Linked DNA regions of Zea mays: all the other regions are linked to region 2. The links are chromatin contacts, called in public Hi-C maps. All regions are on one chromosome and are shown on one strand. Each heading gives the region's core, a stretch centred on a gene start, on an enhancer-like site or on the middle of the called end of the contact. The rest is flanking DNA. Distances are from core to core; before and after follow the strand shown.

The links. A called contact is a pair of places that touch in the nucleus more often than the background predicts.
Region 1: a contact with region 2 is called in a Hi-C map of ear, with 2.0 times the contacts expected there. The contact joins the promoter of LOC100275552 here to the promoter of LOC100382217 in region 2. A contact is called at or near these places in 2 of 25 Hi-C or Micro-C datasets (bundle sheath and ear).
Region 3: a contact with region 2 is called in a Hi-C map of endosperm, with 5 times the contacts expected there. The contact joins the promoter of LOC103641952 here to the promoter of LOC100382217 in region 2. A contact is called at or near these places in 6 of 25 Hi-C or Micro-C datasets (bundle sheath, ear, endosperm and 2 more).

The regions. Positions count from the first base shown.
Region 1 is chr10:138,914,814-138,918,223 of Zm-B73-REFERENCE-NAM-5.0, forward strand. It overlaps LOC100275552 (putative cytochrome P450 superfamily protein), which reads right to left and starts at 1,601. Exons shown (of 3, transcript NM_001149607.2): 1 at 155-1,601; 2 at 1-49. The coding sequence starts at 1,432.
Region 2 is chr10:139,120,504-139,123,607 of Zm-B73-REFERENCE-NAM-5.0, forward strand. LOC100382217 (peptidoglycan-binding LysM domain-containing protein) reads right to left here and starts at 1,674. Exons shown (of 1, transcript NM_001174974.2): 1 at 801-1,674. The coding sequence starts at 1,487. The coding sequence ends at 1,095.
Region 3 is chr10:139,267,117-139,270,162 of Zm-B73-REFERENCE-NAM-5.0, forward strand. LOC103641952 (protein DETOXIFICATION 49) reads right to left here and starts at 1,415. Exons shown (of 1, transcript XM_008665251.2): 1 at 1-1,415. The coding sequence starts at 908.

The sequences.
Region 1 (3,410 bases), core at 351-2,850, 210 kb before region 2:
CAGCGTAGCCGTCCGGTAACGTGTCATCCGAAAAGCAATACTTCACATCCTGCATTTAGATTTTTTTTTGATTTGGTATAAAATCAGCGACCGTGACCGTGACACGGATAATGACAGAAAACAGCACACGGCGTGCATGTTCGGGTTAACTTACGATGGGCACAGCCGGGTACAGCCGGAGCGTCTCGGTAAGCACCGCGTGCAGGTACCGCATCCTGCTGATGGCGTCCTCGGTTAAGCACGTGACGAACTCCTGCACGCCGACGTCGTCGCGGTCGCCCGTGGCGGCGGCACGCACCTCCCGCGCGACCCTGTCCTGGACGTGCTGGTTCCTGCAGAGCACGTAGAGGAACCACGACAGGGTGCCCGCCGTGGTGTCGCGGCCGGCGATCACGAAGTTGAGGATGATGTCCCGCAGGTACTTGTTGTCGAAGCAGCCGGGGTCGCTCTCCCGCTCCATCAGGAACCTTGACAAGATGTCCTCTTTCTTGGCCTGCCAAAGACAAACACCACCGTCCGTGTGTGTCAGTAAAAAGAAGAAATGGCCGGAGCGCCAATCGAGCGCCCGTGAATGCATGTGCATCCAAACGGGCGAGGCAGCTGCAGAGAGCTCGCTCACGAATTCTTGGTCCCTGCCCATCTGCTTGATCTTCCTGTCGATGACGCCGTACACGAATTGATCGATGGTGCGGATCGACCCCTTCATGGCCCCCTCCGACGAGACACCGAGGAGCCTCTTGACCTTCCAGGACGGGTCGAAGAAGCGGTACAGGACCTGCTCGCTGGCGTCGTCGAACGCCCTGGCGAACGCCGCCGCGCCCTCGTCGTCGCCGCAGCCGGACAGCGAGCCCAGGTCGACCCCGAACCCGACCTTGAACATGGAGTCCAGCGTCGACCGCATCAGGAGGTCCGCGACGTCCAGCGGCCTCTCCCCGGGCCCGGCGCCCCGCGCCGCCACCGCAACGATCCCAGCGAGCTCCGCGGCCGTGTCGCGGAACACGCCGCTGCTGTAGTCGCGCAGCACCCGCGTGGAGAACTCGTGGCTCGCCACCTTCCGCTGGTGCCGCCACCTGGCGCCGTCCACGTTGAAGATGCCGTCGCCGAGGAGGTCCTCCATCACGTCGTGGATCATCGCCCCCTTGCCGTAGTTGCCGAAGTTGGTCTTGAGGATGTACTCCACGTTGGCGGGCTCCACGGTGTACACGTAGTTGCAGGTCGGGGTGAGCATGCGGAACGTGCGGTACCTGTGGGCGAGCTCCGTCTGGTACTCCATCAGCCGCCTGAAGTGGAGCAGCTGGTGGAACACGGTGCCCGCCACGGGAGGGTAGTTCCGGTTCTTGCCACCGCCGCGGCGCCGGCGAGCGATGTAGAGCGCTAGAAGGAGCAGGGACAGCGCCAGCAGAGCGGGTGTGCTCAGCAGTGGCGAATCCATGGCCGACCTTGAGCTCTGGTGTTCCGGTACCAGGTCCAGGTGGGCGACCGCCGCCCGCCGTGCGTGCTTGCGTGTGGAGTGTGGAGTGTGGAGTGTAGACTGAGGAGTGAGGACTGTGCTCTGCCTGAAGGTGGATGAACCTTTCCGAATGGATTGAAGATTTGAGAGCACAGGACAGGGCAAGGATCGGATGGATTAAGATTGGAGACGCCATCACGCTGCGTCAAACTGTCGTTGTTATTTGCTTTTTTATTATGAACATCAGCTACTTTGCTGAGGGGTTGCCACGACAGCGACGACAGCAATGATAATATCTCCATATATATACTCTGCAGAAGACTGGAACCCTTACAGGATCATGTGGTCAACAGAGCTCTTGTTCGAATTAGTTTCTTTTCTCGTCTATGAATTCTGAAACACGAGGGCCTATATGCTTCTCTATCTTAAGTATAGAGAAAACCATTTTCTTTATAATATCTGATAATAATGCCTTTTTAAGATCTTATACTCTTTTATTTTATTCTCTCTATATAAAGGCTCTCTCTCATTTTCTCTATTAATTTTATACTTTAGACAATGGATTAAACAAAATTAAAGTATGTATACAATATTTAAGGATACAACAAATACGTAAGTAGAAAAAAAACTGGAGTAAAATGTGTCCCTAATGTTAACGTGTAGGGGAAGGGGATAACATATAGATGACACTATTGAAGAGAAATTAAATAGAGATTAAGAAGTTTTCTTAAAAGAAAATTATAAAATATAGATGTAGAGAAAGAATATAAAAGATACCGCTAGATATACAACAAGAACAAAGAGCTACTGCATTTTACAAGAGCCTGGCAGCATGTGGCAACAGTTCGACGGATTAAAGTCCATCTAGAGAATTTTAGATGAGGCAGACTAGAAACACAACTGAAAGAATTTTTTTAAACAACACGACAAAAGCCAAAAAAACGGAGGCGTGCAAATGTAATCTTCCATGTAAACATCATCCGGATATTCTGAAATCAATTTAGTCTATCTCACGAGCTTGGAAAGGATCCATCGTTATCACACATTCAGACTTGCGATCTACTGATTGTTAGCTCATTTATTGAATCCCAAAGGTAATAGGCCTTGTACAAAAATTAGAGAAGATTAAAGGGATTAAATCATTTTGTATTTAATTTTAACAAGTACATGATTAATTTTCTTTGATTCACTTCTAACCGAATAAGCCTTTAAAGCTATATACAATCGAGTTTCTAGATTAATGTTCGATGTATAAGAGACAACTAAAATATTGCATGATATAACATCTTAATAGACAAGTCATATAAAGACACACACTTCATTAAGAAACTGCCTCTTATATTTTTTCTATTTAGCCTTTTAAAGACTTTTGTGGGCTGATTTGGTGACCATAAATCACGAGGGGATCTATGGGAAGGAATACCCTTCCTATTCAAATTTGAATAGCAAGGAGATTCCTCCCCTCGGATCTTCTCGTGATCCTTATCACTAAATTAACCTTGAAGAGATTCCATATTAAATAAGGTTATACATACTCTAAAAATGAAAGTAGTCTTCTCTCCAAGAGCGACCTCAACGACAATAACGGTTAAATCAGGGTCATATTTTTTTGGTTGCCCATTAGAGACTAAAAGGGAGTGACTATTACTGCATAATTAATATAATATAGTGAGACACAAGCTAAATATCGACGCGTCAGGTAGACTTGAGCATGAGCCACTCGACCTGTCGACCAGACCAGACCAACCCGTCCCACCCCACCTAAAAAAACAGACCCGATCAACGTGTTGGTGTCCATGTTCCCCAGCCTCGACAAACCACCACCGCCTCCTCTACCTCCTCCGTATCCTACCGTAGCAACACCACCTCCGCGCCGCGCAACGGGCAGTGTCTCACCTCCACGTCCCGTTCCATGGCCTCCCCAGCGACCACGACCTCCTCACCACCTTCCACGCCTCCC
Region 2 (3,104 bases), core at 424-2,923:
TACGAATGTTCTTGAGTGCAATAGCGTTCAGCCATGTAAAATGGGTAGCCACAGAATCGTTCTGGAGAAATCATATCACGGCTTCGCTGTTGATCAAAATCAAAAGTAGGAATACCCACCCCGTTAGCCCTTCCTTTTTCTCTGATGGCACAAGTTTTGGACAGACATCTATGTGATGCTTCATGGGACTTGTACCAGCCCTATTATACCAGTCACAAGCAGTAGTGAGCAGAGCAGTTTGGCAGTTCGGCCCATGCAATAGATAAGCCCATGCAAAATCACGCATTTACGAGTTTAGATACTACACTCTCGAACCCATATTTAGTGCTGAAAATTTGGTCGGTTTGGTCCGATCCGGCCTGAGTCCATCATTCCGGCCGGAGTCTCTCATGCTTCCGTCGGACCGAGAAGGCTCAAAAATTGAGCCCTATCCTTACCTTAGTAGGTAAAAACTCATCAGGTTTAGGCCATCTCTATTGCTACAAAGCAGTAAGCCATTCTTGGTCACACGAAAAGCACTTGTCACCTTGATGATACATAAAGGTGCACATACGATTTCCCCAGGTTTGAAACTAACCACTAGTAAGGTCCTGTTCATTTAATATGGATTAGCTGGAATAGTTGATGGTCTCAGAAGGGAAAGGCACCGCACGAGTGTGCCCAGATTTTTGGCCAACGGCATGCATGATTACTAAACCTCGTTGCATCGATATCCAAATCCTAAAGCCCGAGCAAAACTCGGCACACAAAAAGAGAATGCGTGAACTGCACAGCAAGGGAGAGTACGGAAAGTATACTTTCTTAACAAGTTAGTATTATGCACAGCTTATCTTTTTCCCATCTCCAAGAAGGTTGTCAAGATCGCAAGGACCAGTTTTGGAGCAAAGTGTAAAACCAAAAAAAAAAGGACCGAAGGAAACGAAGAACGCAAGGACCCTTTTGCGTCCATGTCCATCTCTGGCGTGGCGTGGCGCGCGCTACGCTACCCGTGCATGCAGTGCAGCAGCAGGTGCAGTGCAGTGCAGCAGAAACAGAACACGCGGCGGCGCCCCGACCCACGAGCGTCGGCTGTGAAGAGCAGAGAGCGGCGCTGGCTAGGTGTTCCTGGTGGGGCAGAGCGCGATGACGAGCCCCGGGAAGACGTCGTCGGGGTCGTGTATGTGCGGGTTGCGCTCCACGATGAAGGGGTCCCCGCACCGGTCGCTGATGCTGTGCAGCGTCTCGCCTTCCCCGACCACGTACACCTCCTCGCACGGCCGCGCCGCGGGGCCGCCCAGGCGCGGGCCCCGGAGCGCACGGTAGGCGCCGCCGCCGTCGCCGTCGCCGACGCCGTCGGTCTCGGCGCGGAGCGCGCCCAGCAGCACGAGCGCCACGAGCGCCACCGCGCACCACCACGAGGCCGCGTCCGCGAGCCGCGCGGCCGTCGCGCACAGCTCCGCCGCGCCGCCGCAGCGGCGCCGCCTGCTGCTCGCCTCCGCCTCGGCCATACAGGGGCGCCTTCCTGCCTGCTTTGGACTTTGGAAGTTGCGCTTGGCTTCGGGGGGCGAGCCGCCGGCGAGGGATTGATTTATCGAGCGCAGACAGAAGAAGAGAGCGGTGTGTGGCTTCTGGTTCTGGGCACGGACGTGGCGGTTTGGATTGGCGGACTTTCGGTGGCGGTTCGTTGAACGTGGGAGCCCCGCCCCCACACGAGCCTAACGCGCGCAGGCAGAGATAGAATGGTGTACTAGGACGGTTAGGCCCCGAGCGAGTAGTACGGTACCGTGTGCTAATTGCTGCGGGGGGCAGAGACGACGGGATGAATAGTCACGTCCGTTCCAAGTACAAGGTTGTTCAATGGTTACTAGGAACAGAACATGTTCAATGCAGCAGTTGAAAGAGTCGGCAACGGCCGATTGCAAATGATCTACTATGCATGATGAGTGTAGTGCTGAATTTTTCTCCTTTGCTTGATACCGAAGTATAGTTCAACAGTATTAAGTGGACGCCGCGGTGTCCGCTGGCCGTGCGACGTGGGAGGGGGAGTATTTAGGTTTGGGGCAAAGGGGGTGGGGGGGGGGGGGGGGGGGGGGGGGGGGGGTAGGGGACCTAAACACAGCACAAGCACTCAGCGTACCATTCGGTTAGGTTCTGTACGTATTCTCGTAGTCTCACACACACGTGTGGCGGTTGCGAACAGTTTGTGTGGCCGTCTTTACACGCGAGCCCAGGCGGCCCCGTCTCCGTCTCCTCTCCCTTGACGAGCGCCGTGCAAGAATCTACCCAAATCGTGGCCAGAATTGGCAAGGCATCCCGGGCATCCGTCGGGCGATGGGTGGGACTGGGAGCCAACCGGCATCGAGCCAACTCGTGTGGCCAAGCACGTTTCTGATGCGCCTCGCGCCCACGGCAACAGTTCAGTTCACCTAATAATCCTTATTCTTTGCAGCGTTTCCTGGCGTCAGCTTCCAGTTGTTTTCGCCCCCTTGTTGGCTTGGCGTGTCGTGGCCTCGGTCAATGCAGATGCAGCGCTGGAGAACAAACAAATCGCTGTTGGCTTGGCCCAAACCCTCCGAGACGGCATGGCATTCGCATGGCATGGCATGGGACTATGGGAGATAGCCAGAGAGACACCGGACGCGATGCGACATGATGTGGACGACAGGCAGGGATCGGCGCCGTGCCCGCCGTCCGCACTCTCGGCGTGCGTCTCGGCGAGGTCCGCGCTCCGGTCAGCGTCGACAGTGAGTACCGATGCCGAGGCTTGGCTGACAGCAACGTGTGGAGCTGGAGTCCAGTGATGCGCTCAGCGCTCGCGGCTCCCTGCACCGCGTATACGTTACGGGTAGGTAGGTTAGAATAGAACGCACATCCCCGGCCGGAACCTAAACCTGAACAAACCGCGACTTGTACTTCTTCTCAGGGATTCAGAGCTTCAGATGCCGGTAGCCTGTATTGCTGTATCCGGACGGCCTCTCACCCAACTCTCAACAAGAAACAGGTGGATCTGGACGTTTCATGAGCCGGCCGAAAAGGAGCCCCCACAAACACAAAGACGATGATTAATCAGCTGCAACAGAGGCTCTGTTTGGGCCAGCGATTACCACAGGATTTGCGGCGAAATC
Region 3 (3,046 bases), core at 165-2,664, 150 kb after region 2:
CCGGTGCGCCTGTGGACGCCCCTGAAGAGGATGTAGGCGAGGAGGAAGAGGAGGAGGTTCAGGTTCGCAAGCACGGAGGCGAACGCCACCCCCCTGATGCCGAGGCCGAGGACGGTGACGAGGACGTAGTTGACGGGGAGGTGTATGGCAATGGCTAGCGCGGCGCAGACCGTGAGCGGCAGGTTGATGGACTGCGCCCGGAGGTATATCCGCACGGGGTGGATGAACGCCTGGAGGACGAGGTCCGGGAGCGAGGCCAGAATGTAGGTCTCGGCGACCGACGCGATGCCCGTGTCCTGGCCGCACAGGAGGAGGAGAGGCCGCATGTGCATCCACAGGCCACCGATGGGAACGGCCGCCGCGACGAGCAGCAGCACCGTCCTCTGCGTGGTGACTCCGAGGAGCGGGAAGTTGCCCGCGCCGAATGCCTGGCCGCATATGGGCTCCATGCCCATGGCGAGGCCGGAGAGCACGGAGTACCCCGTGATGTTGGCAAAGCCGATGGCGAGCGACCCGCCAGCGAGGGCCAGCCCGCCGAGGCGACCGAGGAAGAGCATCGAGATCATGGAGCGGAGGTACAGCAGGAGGCCCGTCAGGATCATCGGGAGCGCGAGGCCCAGAATCGACCGCGCCTCTCCACGCGCCTCGCTGGACGACACCAACGGCGTCGTCGGGAACGCCACGCCCAGGGATACGGACAGAGCCTCCCTCACCGCGGTGGCGAGCCGCCCGGGCGACTTGCTCGTGAGCACGGGCACGGGCACGGCCGGCGCCTCGTCTCCAGCCACCGGGATGTGGACCTCCGCAGCCTTGTCGAGCAATGGGTAGACGATGACGCAGGCCGCGTCCCCGAGCCGTCGCGCATCGTCCCGGCACGCCACCGTGGCGTCTCCCGCGCACGACGTCATGGCTGCTGGAGAAACAGAGAAACTGCTCTGCTCTGCTCTGCGCGCGTGTGTCGCGAGGAGGCCAAGGGAGTGAATGGCCTTTGCGGCGCACGGGCGCAGGTAAACTCCAAGGCAATTTACGAGATCGTACGTAGTTCCTGTTGTGGGGGGGAGATGAGGGAGCGCTTCTCGGCTTGTCTCCCCTTTGGAAGCTGGGATGCTTGGTTGGTGGAGTCGAGAACCGCGCGGCGCGGGGGACTGGGAAGCCCGGCGACACCTTTTTATAGGCGTCGAGGCCTCGAAGGAGGCGGGAGCCGGGAGAGAGAGGCCTGGCCGCTCGCTCGGGTGGCAAAGAGCTAAAGAAGATCCCCCTCTGTCACTAGCTTTTCTCGGTCCTTGACAGCGCTTGGATCGCTTCTGTGTTTTGTTTAGTTGTTGCTGTATCTATCAACCCAGAGCCGACCAGAATTCATATTTACTCCCGCACTGGACTGTACAATAATATGTACCTGAAACGGAATACTAAAATATCTGTGCATAACATATGACATGGTATAATTTTCCTGGACATACATGCTGGATGTACTGGCAGCACTTTTATATATTCGGCTTCGGTTACAAACATATTTTTTTCGTAACTCCGGTACTTAGCATTAATCTGGGCAATAAAAATCAAGTTTTGATATTTATGAGCGCTTCGTTTTTTTTACTTTAAGAGTAAGTTACTTTTTTTTAACGCAGAGTAAGTTACTTTTGCGGCTATTAGTTTTTTATTTAATGTTGTTTCGTTTGACTAAACTTTTCCATAGAATTAAGAACGGCAGGAGTATAAACAAGGCAGCTTACTCGTTTGGATGCATATATTGGTGTACATAATTGAGAATTTAAATCAGTTTTTCTAAATTCTGTTGTTTGATTGCACATGGAATTAAGATTTAGAATCGGAGAGTCAATTCTGCGGTATTGCACTATAACTAGAAACTCTCGCTCCCAATTCGGAGTGTCATCGCTCTGTATTGCATGGAATTAGACCACCTAATTCAAACTCCAATACTTCGACATCCGAACAATAGAATTGAAATTGTATCTTATTTATTTCAATACCACCAATTCAATTCTATACCCTTCAATACCGTCATCCAAATTGAGCAAAGATATAGGTTTTTTTAAATCAGACTTTTACATAGTATTACAGGATAATTAATTCCCTGCGACCTGCTCAAGTAAACGAAATTAATTAAGCTAGCTCTATAACAGGATAATGTTCAGATTCTTTGTCCATGCGTTTCGGTCGGCCGATCCATTACAGAATTCCAAACGGGAGTACGGTTGTTCAAATGTGGCTCATGTCCTGCCTATGTGGTTGACAAATGGAGGCCTGAACGGATGGATACTTGAATTGTCTGTTTTTCCGTCTTCTATGTTTAACCCTATGTCCGCTATGCTTTAAAAATTGTAGAACCTGGGTAGTTTTTGACTTTTTGCTAGTGCGATCCGGATGAACCTAAAGCTTACTAGCAAGTAGATGCACAGCTCAACGAGTACCGTAGTTTCTTTAGAGGAAACCAACTCGAATCTTGCTTCTATCTGAACTTTGAGTTCGCTACAGCCTACAGTACAGGACGGCGTCACGACTGCCTTTAGACTTTTATTTGGTCAACTCATTTTTTTAGGGTGCCTGCAGTGAGTTGGTACAGCCTCTGTTGCAGACCATCAACGAGAAAAGAAAAGAAATGAACTAACCACCGGCCCGTTGTATTTTATAATAACATATGTGTAGAAGGTCAACTAATCTGTTCGTTTAGACAATTGTTTTTTTTTAAGATAAGCCGGCAATAATATTTCAAGAATTAATTGTCGGGACGGCATCGTGCCATGGGTGTCTTGAAGCTAATCCATGGGGAAACAATGTCTCATTATATGGTGAACAATGAGATCTCTGTTTTTATGCACGATCTTTGTTGTTATGTTGCCTGCACTTCTGTGCACAAAAGTTTACATCTTTTTGTCAATGTGTTTTTTTTTTTGGGGGGGGGGGGGGGGGGGGGGGCCATTCGCTATGACTCAGATTGATAAAAGTTCACAGGCTCCTTAGACCAATGCTTGAATTCTATGTAAGAAAGGGTGTCGTATGCAGGGGTTTCTCGGCCAGTGACTAA